Regions from separate parts of the Ovis aries genome. Here all the other regions are linked to region 2. Evidence: chromatin contacts called from public Hi-C data. All regions are on one chromosome and are shown on one strand. The core of a region is the stretch at or near the end of the contact, and the rest is flanking DNA. Distances in the headings are between cores, read along the strand shown. Region 1 holds the start of ZHX1 (zinc fingers and homeoboxes 1). Region 2 holds the start of FAM91A1 (family with sequence similarity 91 member A1). Region 3 has its middle 51 kb from the start of FBXO32.

The links. A called contact is a pair of places that touch in the nucleus more often than the background predicts.
Region 1: a Hi-C map of liver shows a contact between it and region 2, with 2.8 times the contacts expected there. The contact joins the promoter of ZHX1 here to the promoter of FAM91A1 in region 2. A contact is called at or near these places in 2 of 16 Hi-C or Micro-C datasets (liver and skin fibroblasts).
Region 3: a Hi-C map of muscle shows a contact between it and region 2, with 5 times the contacts expected there. The contact joins the enhancer-like site here to the promoter of FAM91A1 in region 2. A contact is called at or near these places in 6 of 16 Hi-C or Micro-C datasets (hypothalamus, liver, muscle and 2 more).

The regions. Positions count from the first base shown.
Region 1 is chr9:29,563,237-29,566,356 of ARS-UI_Ramb_v3.0, reverse strand. ZHX1 (zinc fingers and homeoboxes 1) reads right to left here and starts at 1,322. Exons shown (of 4, transcript XM_042254165.2): 1 at 1,056-1,322.
Region 2 is chr9:29,142,036-29,145,152 of ARS-UI_Ramb_v3.0, reverse strand. It overlaps FAM91A1 (family with sequence similarity 91 member A1), which reads left to right and starts at 1,811. Exons shown (of 23, transcript XM_060393671.1): 1 at 1,811-2,118. The coding sequence starts at 2,047.
Region 3 is chr9:29,405,156-29,408,195 of ARS-UI_Ramb_v3.0, reverse strand. No RefSeq gene overlaps it. Among named protein-coding and RNA genes, the nearest start is that of FBXO32, 51 kb to the right of the region's middle. Within about 2 kb of position 1,570, at least 21 of the 54 cell types and tissues checked have an H3K27ac peak or open chromatin away from gene starts, as enhancers often do. A contact at or near this core is called in liver, muscle and tail adipose tissue, where this site is marked.

The DNA of each region.
Region 1 (3,120 bases), core at 73-2,572, 420 kb before region 2:
GATGGGGAGGGATGTATTGGAACAAAGAATTTTAAGTCCCTTTCTCTAGAACTTTGGTGTAAATACACAGGGAAAGGGCATCCACCAGGGCTCTTCTTTCCTGCCATTTGACCCCCTTCCTCTCGGAGCTCTTTCCTAGCCTCTCATTCGCCGCAAAGGTCAGGAGCTTGTTCCCTTCAGGCCCTAAGGCTCGCAGCAGTCCCTGGTCAGCTTCCCAGTCTCCCTCCTGAAAGGGACGGATAACATTTCCATTCTCTTTCATCAACTTCTCCTTAAGTCCCAGGGCTTCTTCAAAACATAATATAGCTAAGGACTCAACTCTGAGTCTTGCCCTGAAATGGATGCCCAGCCTTCCCTGAAGTGGGGTACAGTCTCTCCCCGAAGGGTTTTTTTTTGCTCCAACCCCAATGCCAGTGCGCTCAGCTCCAGCAAGAGAATCTCTTCTCTCAGGGAGAATGAGTCCCTACGAGGCCACATGCCCCAGCAGGTCAGGACTCCCGATCTCCCTCCCCTAGGATCCTCAACACTGCTGGCGTGGTCCATTCCTGCGGCGCCTGCCCCTCTTCTAAGGAGACCCCGTTCTCACTCAATCCCAAGTTGCTCAGTCCTCTCGTAGGCAGGCGGGCTGAGATTTTTCCTTACAGAGCCCACCCCCAGCTCCTTCCACGGCCGCAAAGACCCCGAGAACGCAAAGGAAGCTCGGGGTCTGTCCCCCGACGGCGATCCCGGCCCAGGCAGGCCCGGTCCTTGCCCCTCGGACGCCCCGCGCTGGTCCGTCCTGCCATCCGCCGCGCTGAGCGCGCTCAGCCCCCCGGGGGCTCTGCCCCGGGGCCGCCCTCCTCCGTCCTGCCCGCGTGCCGCTCGCCTTCCCGGCCCGCCTCGCCGGCCGCGAGCTCTTCGCTGCTGGTTCCCACCCGTAGCCCCGGACTCCCTGGGCCGCTCGTCGCGGAGCCCGCTCGGGCCGCTACCTGCAGGAGCCGCCGCGCCTCTCAGAGCCCCGCCGCCGCCATCTTGCATTTCAAACCGGCTGCACTTTTCAGGGAGTCAACTCTGACCTGTGAACCCTATACCCGGAACCGCTCGGTGGGCCGGCTCACGGCTTCGGCAGCGCGGCGGACCCGGCGGAGCGCAGAGAGTCGGGGGTGGGGGTGCGAGGCGAGGCGCGCGCCCCAGCAGCCGACCGGGGGCGGGAGGGGGAGGGGAAGAGCCGGCCGAGGCGGGGCCCTCCCGCGCGCGCACCCTCCGCGCGCCCCCACCCCGCTCCGCGCCTGGGTCCCTACCCTGGGACCCTGCTGCTCCCCTGGGGTTCTACCCGGGTCTCTGCCCCCAGGATTGGCGCACGGCTGGAGGTAGGGAGCCGCCCCGCCCCTCTGTCAACAGAAGCCCCGCCCCCGTCTACGGAAGCTCCACCCTCTGTCAACAGAAGCCCCGCCTTCCCCAGGTCTTGAAGCGGCCCCGCCCCCTTGCCGGTGATAGCTCCGCCTGCTATTGGCAGAAGCCTGGTCTTCATTCAGGTCAATCCAGAAGGCACCTCGCCTTCTGCCAGTTGTGGCCCCGCCCCCTGGGCGCTCCGCCTTCCTAGTGTCACCGCTGGATCGCGAGAAACGCCCCTTGTCATCAAGAGCTCCATTTGGTGGCAATATTACCCCAAGCCCCGCCCCTTTCAGCGGGAGCCCCACCCACTGTCAATAGAAGCCCCGCCTTCCTGAGACCTTTCTTGGTTCTAGCCCGAAGCCCCACCTCCTGTCAATTGCCGCCCCGCCTCCACTTGCCTCCAATTCGGCCAAAAGCCGCCCCTCCGCCGTCGGACACCGAAAGTTCGGTTCAACCTCACTTGGAACTGCCGTTCAAGACCAAGCCACCCTCTGCTCTCGAAAGCCCTCCTTTGCCTTCTCACGAGTCACTCTTCTGAAGGGCTTTCTTTTCAAGCTGTGGTCGTCAAATCCCGACAGCTTCAATGGGAACCAGCCCCGCAGCGAGGGACCCAGGCTTTGGGGAAAATGGCCCCTCCCCACCTCCTTCCTTCCCTCCGCCCCCCACATCGTTTTTAAAATGGAGAAAAGTACAGACCAAAGCAAAGAGAAACGGCTCACCCTCAAGCTAGTCGGCTCAGATTCACGGACCAGGACGTGTGAGAATTCTCTGGTAGCTTAGTGTTCATTCCCCGCCGCCACCCAAGTCCTGGACCCTCTGTGCTTTGACAGCAGCGCTCCGCTGAGCCACATTAATCCCAAAACATGCAGTTGCTTAAAGCGAAAGCTTGATGGTTGAAATCAATGTACACCAGCTTCTTTTTACTTATACGGTTCGTCTTAGAACCCCAGAACTTGTGGAAGCAGAAGCAAGCAAAGATTAATCTTGTAAAAGTAGGCATTCAATTCTGCCATAGTCCACACCATGTATGCAACAAAACAAAAATTTAACATTACTCTCCTGGAATTCAATTTATTGACATGTATACTACGTACAAGAAACCACTGTAATTGTCTAATAATATAAAGGTGAAATAAGCAAAAGTAATGTATTTTTAAATGTTATACTAGTTTCAATAAAAATCAGAAAATATTTTTCACTGTGGGAAAACCTGGCACCAGTATGAGAACTGCAATACAAAACATGCCCCCACAAAATTTCAATATGCCCCCTAGGGGGCAGTACTGTGCCCCCGAGACCTGCTTAGGATTTATCTGAGGAAATGAAATGCTTCGGATAGGGAAATTCATCTTTTGTTGAGCATTTAACAACTAGGTTTTTGAGTACCAGTGTATGCCAGGCACTGTGGAAGCTGAAAAGCTGAATCAGGCAACGTTCTGTCTTCAAGGAGATTACAGTTTAGTAACCAAGCAAAAAACGTTGAGCATAAAAACATCAAGCCAGGTGAGCAGTCAGAAAGATCAAGGAGAAATACATCAAGAGACCCCCTTTAAGGGTATGAATTAATGAATATAAATCTTACCTTTCTCTCTCTCTTCCCCTCTCTCTCTCCCCCTCCCTTTTCCCCCCTTCTCTCTTTTCTCCCACTCCTCCTCCCCCTCCCCCTCTTCTTTAGTATCAATTTATAGTCACCTTCTCTCTATAAGCTGTCTGCCTGGTTCACTGCCTAGTGCCAGCAGCCCAGAG
Region 2 (3,117 bases), core at 562-3,061:
TAATGAAATAGTTCTGTAGTCTTTCTGAAGGGCAGCTGCTCAAGACACCTGAGTAATTTTCCTTAGTCCACATTGGGAAAGTCAAAGAAGACTGAATCTCATTGCACTTGTAATTTTAAACATATTTTTTACCCATAAGGTTAATTTGAATGGTAGCTTCTGGTATGGGGCTTCCAACACTCTGCAGTTTCTGACCTCTCTGAAACTTGAATAGCAAAGTCCTACTGAAGCAGAAATGACCGGAGGCCTGGGTCAAGGACCTAAAAGGATGGACATTACTGTTTACCAAGGCTCCATGGGGACTTCCCTAGTGGTCCAGTGGCTGAGTCCGAGTTCCCAATGCAGGGGGCCTGGGTTTGATCTCTGGTTGGGGAACTAGATCCCATATGCCACTGGCAACCAAGAGTCATGCTGCAACTAAAAAAAGATCCCGCGTGCTGCAACTAAGAAGACCCACTGCATGCCTGCATGCTCAATTGCTTCAGTCATGTCCGACTCTCGACTCTTTGTGACCCTATGGGCTGCAGCCCGCCAGTCTTCTCTGTCCATAGTATTCCCCAGGCAAGAATACTGGGGTGGGTTGCTACTTCCTCCTCCAGGGGATCTTCCTGACTCAAGGATGGAACCTGTGTCTCCTGCATCTCCTGCATTGGCAGGCTGATTGTTTACCACTATGCCACCTGGGAAGCCCATTTGTTTCAACTCATCAGACATAATGAGGTCCCTGCTATGTGTTGGACTGGCCAGCTGCTGAGCTGTGCCCTAGGCATCATAAAACTTTCCAAGTTGTATATCTGGCATGTGTGTAATAGAATATTTTTTAAAACCATTGTTTAAAACTGAAATGTAGTCACAAAAATACTGAACTGGTCTGTGGCTACTTGCCAGTAGCAAAGGTCATGAATTTGCTAAGCCACTGTAACAAATTCTGGATGAAAGTGTTCGCAAAGATCTTCCTAATAGAACTGAAATTAAGATAGGCTGAATTTTTGCCTTTTAAAAGTGACTCTGGAGACATTTGTAAGGAGCAGAGCAGCTGTATGCAAGAATGTTTATCTTAGATTCCCTCCGGGCCTCTCCCACATCAGCACCAGCTGTCTAACATTCAGTTCCCTGAAGTCCTGATCTGGACCTTTGTGGGAACTGCTTGGTGGTCCAGTGGTTAGGACTCTGCCATTCACTGCTGAGGACCCAGGTTCAATCCCTGGTTGGGGAACTAAGATCCTGCAAGCTGCAGGGCAGTCCACAAAGCAAAACGAGCATTTGGACCTTTGAAGGAGAGCCCAGTTGTTTCTCTTGCACAAGATGCAACTACCAGGTGGAGATGAAGGATCACTAGCCCTTTGCTCTACCACTCCACTGTGGCGACAGCTGACTTACCCATTCCTTTATGAGCTTGGACCCCTTCCCCCTGGCCTCGGTTCAGGGCTGGCTGTTGGGGGGCCCCCGGGAACCTCACCGCTCTTGCACTTTTTAAAATCGACTATGGCCCCCATCCCAAGTCATTCCTTCTAGGTATCCCACCCAAATGTCTGTAGCCGCCTGCTCCAGGGCCATCCGGGCTCACATTTGGGGAAAGTGGGTCATCCAGCACTGGCACTACAAACCCAATTGATTTATCCAGAGACTGACAGAGGGATACGGGGCGCGCGGACAGGGAGTCACTATCCGGGTACCACCGGCTCCACCTGCCTGGTCCACTCGCATGCAGGGACCTGAGCAGCAGGCCAGCCCCGGCCCCGCCCCTCGGCCCTGCTCCGGCGAGCGGAAGTGACGCACACCCTAAGCCATTTCCGGCCAGCCCGAAACTAGGAAGAAACTTGGAGCCGCCGAGGTGTCCGGCAGCCCCTCTCCGCTGCTCCCGTGCCCCGTGGCCCGGGCCGCGCCGAGCTGTCGGGAGCCCAGGCCATGGGGCAGCCCGGGCCGTCCTCAGTGTGAGGCGCGGGGCCTCCCGCGGGCTCCCTGGACGGGCCGAGGGCGGGCAGGCGGGAGGCGTCGTTCCAGCGGCGATCCCGGCCGCTGCCGCCCCGCCAGGCTCCTGGCATCATGAACATAGACGTGGAGTTCCACATCCGGCACAACTACCCCTGGAGCAAGCTGCCGGCCAACGTGAGGCAGGTACGGAAGCTGCGGACCTGGTCCAGCCCCGCTGCCACCTGCTCGCGCGCCTCTGGGCTCACTCCCGGCCTTGCCCCCGCTAAGGGTCTGGATTTAACCGATCCCAAACCCGCTGGGGAGGGGGGGGCCCTGGGGCCAGAGGGGCAGGATGGGGCTGTTGCGAAATGGGATGGAAACCACAGGATTCGCCTGGCGCCTTCGCACTCGGTCTTCGTTTCACCAGGCACTAGGCTAGACATCTTCGAAACAAATTTGAAACACAGCTCCTGATCTTCAGAACTTGGGGATGGTGGCAAAGGGCCGAGAAACAAATGACTGCGTTACAGGCTGATAGCTGCTCACACGAACCAGCATCATAGTGTAGGGGCGCGCACAGAGGAGGGACTCAGAAACTGGCAATGGAGCATCAGGAGAATGTGTAAGAGAGCTATTTAAAATGGGTTTTAAAAGACAAATAAGAGATAGCTAGAAAAGAGGGGCATTAAAGATTTTCCAACGAGAGAGAAAGTCATTTTGAAAAGCTTAGATGAGCGAAAGCGTGCTTTCACAATCTGGAGGTGGGGCTTGGTTAGGGTTTGGGGGTGGGAGCTGTCAGGGCCGGATTTTGCAGAGTTTTCCTACTTTGTTTTGTTGGGCTTTGTTTTGTTTAGCCTCCCGACAGGTGGGTTTATTAGAGATGTTGCAACAAGAGAGTGACAAGGAGGTTTGGTCTTTTTTTTCCCTCAGAAGTAGTTCTCAAATGCTTGAGAGTCATTTTTACTCAGTTTTGCGGATATCTGTTGAACACCTGCTGTGTACTATGCCTTGTTTGAGGTGTGGGTAATTTGCAGCAGTCAACACAAGGAAAGCCCTGTCTTCATGGAGCTTACATTTTAGAAAAGAAAGACAGTAAACAAATGAGTAAATACATGATACGGGGAGTGGTGGTGAAACTTATGAAGGGAGTGATGAGTGCTGTATAGAAAGCACTGTTTTTCTCTGGCCAGTGGTTGACCTTCA
Region 3 (3,040 bases), core at 321-2,820, 260 kb before region 2:
GTATGTCTCTGAATGTGGCTTTCGGGGATGCATGGACTGTATTTTCACCAGCCCTGCTGCCATGGCACTGAGCTTGGGGGTTAGATTAGTGTTAATGGGAAGCTTCAGAATAATGTGAAAAATTATTATAAAAATGACAAATGTAACTCTTGCCATACTTTGGAACAAGCAAGAATAATTTTACAGTTAAAGACAGAAAGTCCTCTTTCACTACTTTCTTCTGGGTCCATCCAAATCAGTCCCCCTTTCCCCCACCACCCATCCTGAGGTAGCTATTGTAATAGTTTGGGGCATCCAGAGTCGGACACAACTGAAGCGACTTAGCAGCAGCAGCAGCAGCATTGATGTAATTATACATTTTATTATGTATGTTTTAAAATATGCTCCTATGGACTGAATTGTGTTCCCTCCTAAAATTCACATGTTGAAGCTGTAACTCCCAAAGTGACTGTATTCGGAGATAGGGTCTTTAGAAGGAAATTAAGATTAAATGAGGTCAGCTGTCCATCATGTGAGGCCACAGCAAAAAAAATGGATGTTTGCAGGTCTAAGAGAGCTCTTATCAGAAACTGGACCCTGTTCGACCTTGATCTGGGACCCTCCAGCCTCTGGAACTGTCAAAAAATAAATTTTTGTTGTTAAAGGCCCCAGTCTGTTTTATTTTGTTGTGGCAGCCTGAGACTAAGACACCTTCCCAAAATTAGAAAAAACAGCAAAAAGAATCTTCATTGACCTGTTATCCAGATTCAACGAATAAACAGGGAAGTGGTGGGATTAGATAATGCGTTCTAGAAAGACCTCTCGGGCAGCAAAGTGGGTATGTTGGGGGGGGTTCAGTCTGGAGATGGGGAGACAGGCTAAGCACCTCTTGTAAACTTCCAGGCAAGCGATGCTGAGGGCCCTAGTTGGGGGAAGGCAATAGAGGAGGAGAGGAGGGGCTGACCAGGGAGGAATTTAAAAGTAGAATTGATGGGCTACATGTGCTTCAATCATGTCTGTGTTTTATTATATCTAAGATGCCATGGATTGTTAAGATGCAGCCTGAATTCAAAGATATAAAAAATGGAAAGAATGTTAATTTTAGGATTGATGAAAGGCCCTAGAATTAAAAGCTGGGACTACCAACCCCCACCATGGGAACAGCAGACATGAGCTCATAATTTAGAGTGTAAAAGAGAAGCAAGATTTTGATATCTGGAATCCTGATGCATAGCATGGGTTAATGAATTTCTTTAAAAAAATTACTTCTTAAGTTGAACTCTTCTTTTTTACTGTTCTTGATTAAAGAACATGTTGGAGGAGTGGGTTTTGTGGCTGGGAACTTTATAGGAGCCTCTCCATTTTAACAAAATGCTATCCAGATGAGATGATGTCATTTACAACTTCACAGTCATGCTCAGTTTGGGGGCAGCCAAATTCCGTCTATTTAATAAAAAAAGGATGTTTTGAATGGGGGTGCTAGGGGGTTTGGCCTGTTGATTTCTTTTCATGGTGCTTTCTTGGGCTTTCAGACAAGTTTGGACTCCACAGGCAGATGGAGCTCTTATCCATGTTTTCTCTCCCCAGCGACAGGCCTGCAAGCCCGTCATTTCCCAGTACTGGCATCTCTCCTCTTGGAGCTGGGATGGTTACATAAACACTGAGAGCAACATAGCTCGTCCAGGCTACACTTCGAGGACCTGAATTCCCCTTTGGAGGGAATGGCACTCAAGTAGAAGCAGGCTGAGGGGCAGGACACCGCTTCCCCAAGCAGAGCCAGAGGTGGGATTGATGGCAGGGGCACCAGGAGGGACCCCAGCCACATCACTCAGTGAATTCATGTCTTCACATCCAGGACTCCACCATGATTTCTGCCTTTTCAAATTTAAAATTGGATTGAAAAATGTGTGCGAGTGTTTTCAAAAAGTCCAGAGCCAGACTTCTTTTTTTGTTGCAAGTTATTTTAGGACTTATATTTTATCGGTTGCTGTTTTGGAAAAAAGGGCTTTCGCCTCTGCGTTCCCGGAAGTGCCCAGCGAAGTGAGCGTGCGCTCTGGATTTAGACAGCCCAGGTCTGAATGCCAGTTTCAATGTGTGTCTCTGGCCAAGCTGCTCATCCTCCAGTACTTCAGTTCTGTCTATAAACGGGGGCTAATAAGTAGTGCCTATTCCATAGAATTGTTGAGATAATCAACCATTTCACATGCTTAGAACAGTGCCTTGCTAATTCAATATACAAGTAGCAAAAATAACCACAGCTAGAAATATTGAATACTAGGAAAAGTGTTCAGCTTACTCTGTGCCAGGTACTTTTCTACATAAAACAGCTCTCTTTATCCAACCAGCTGTCCTATAAGTAGATGCTGTTATTATTCCTGTTTTATAGATGAGGAAACTGAAACATAGAAAAGTCTATTTGGTATAAATATTCTTGTGTCTCTGCCGAACCTCATATAAACCTGGTTGTAGAGTATTAAAATTTTCGGTTTATATGCCTGGCTCTCCACCATAAATATGTAGGCTCCTCAAATATGATAACTCTAGCTGTCTTTATTTTTTCCCCCTGGGTGAGGTTCTCATTAGTTGTCCACTTAATACATAGTAAGTGTGTATATGTCAATCCCAATCTCCCAGTTTATCACAGATCTAGTACCAGACACACAGTAATAATGTTAAATAAGTTGGAAGGAGCTTAGTGGGAAGTGTCAGTTTAGGGCATCAGAATGAAAATACATATTGTTTCAGAATTGGCTCCCAACCATTGTTATCTGGGTCTTTCCAAAGCTCCATGGGAACAGCTTCCTTGATGACCTTCAGGCCAAATTATCCAGTTTTTCATTTCCTGCTGGTTATTAGCAGTTTCACTCCAGAACTGGGCTTCACCCTGGTTTATTCTATAACGTCTCTCTCCGATTCCCGCCGTAGCTCTCCTCCCCTCCCGGCCGGTGTACCTGTGACTGCAGTCTCTGCTGGTTTCCTTGTGGCTGTCTCTCCTCCCAGAGCTTAGGTGTGGGCGGTAGGAGGGTGACATCAGGGTGACATTTGCCTTACTTGGCAGTCC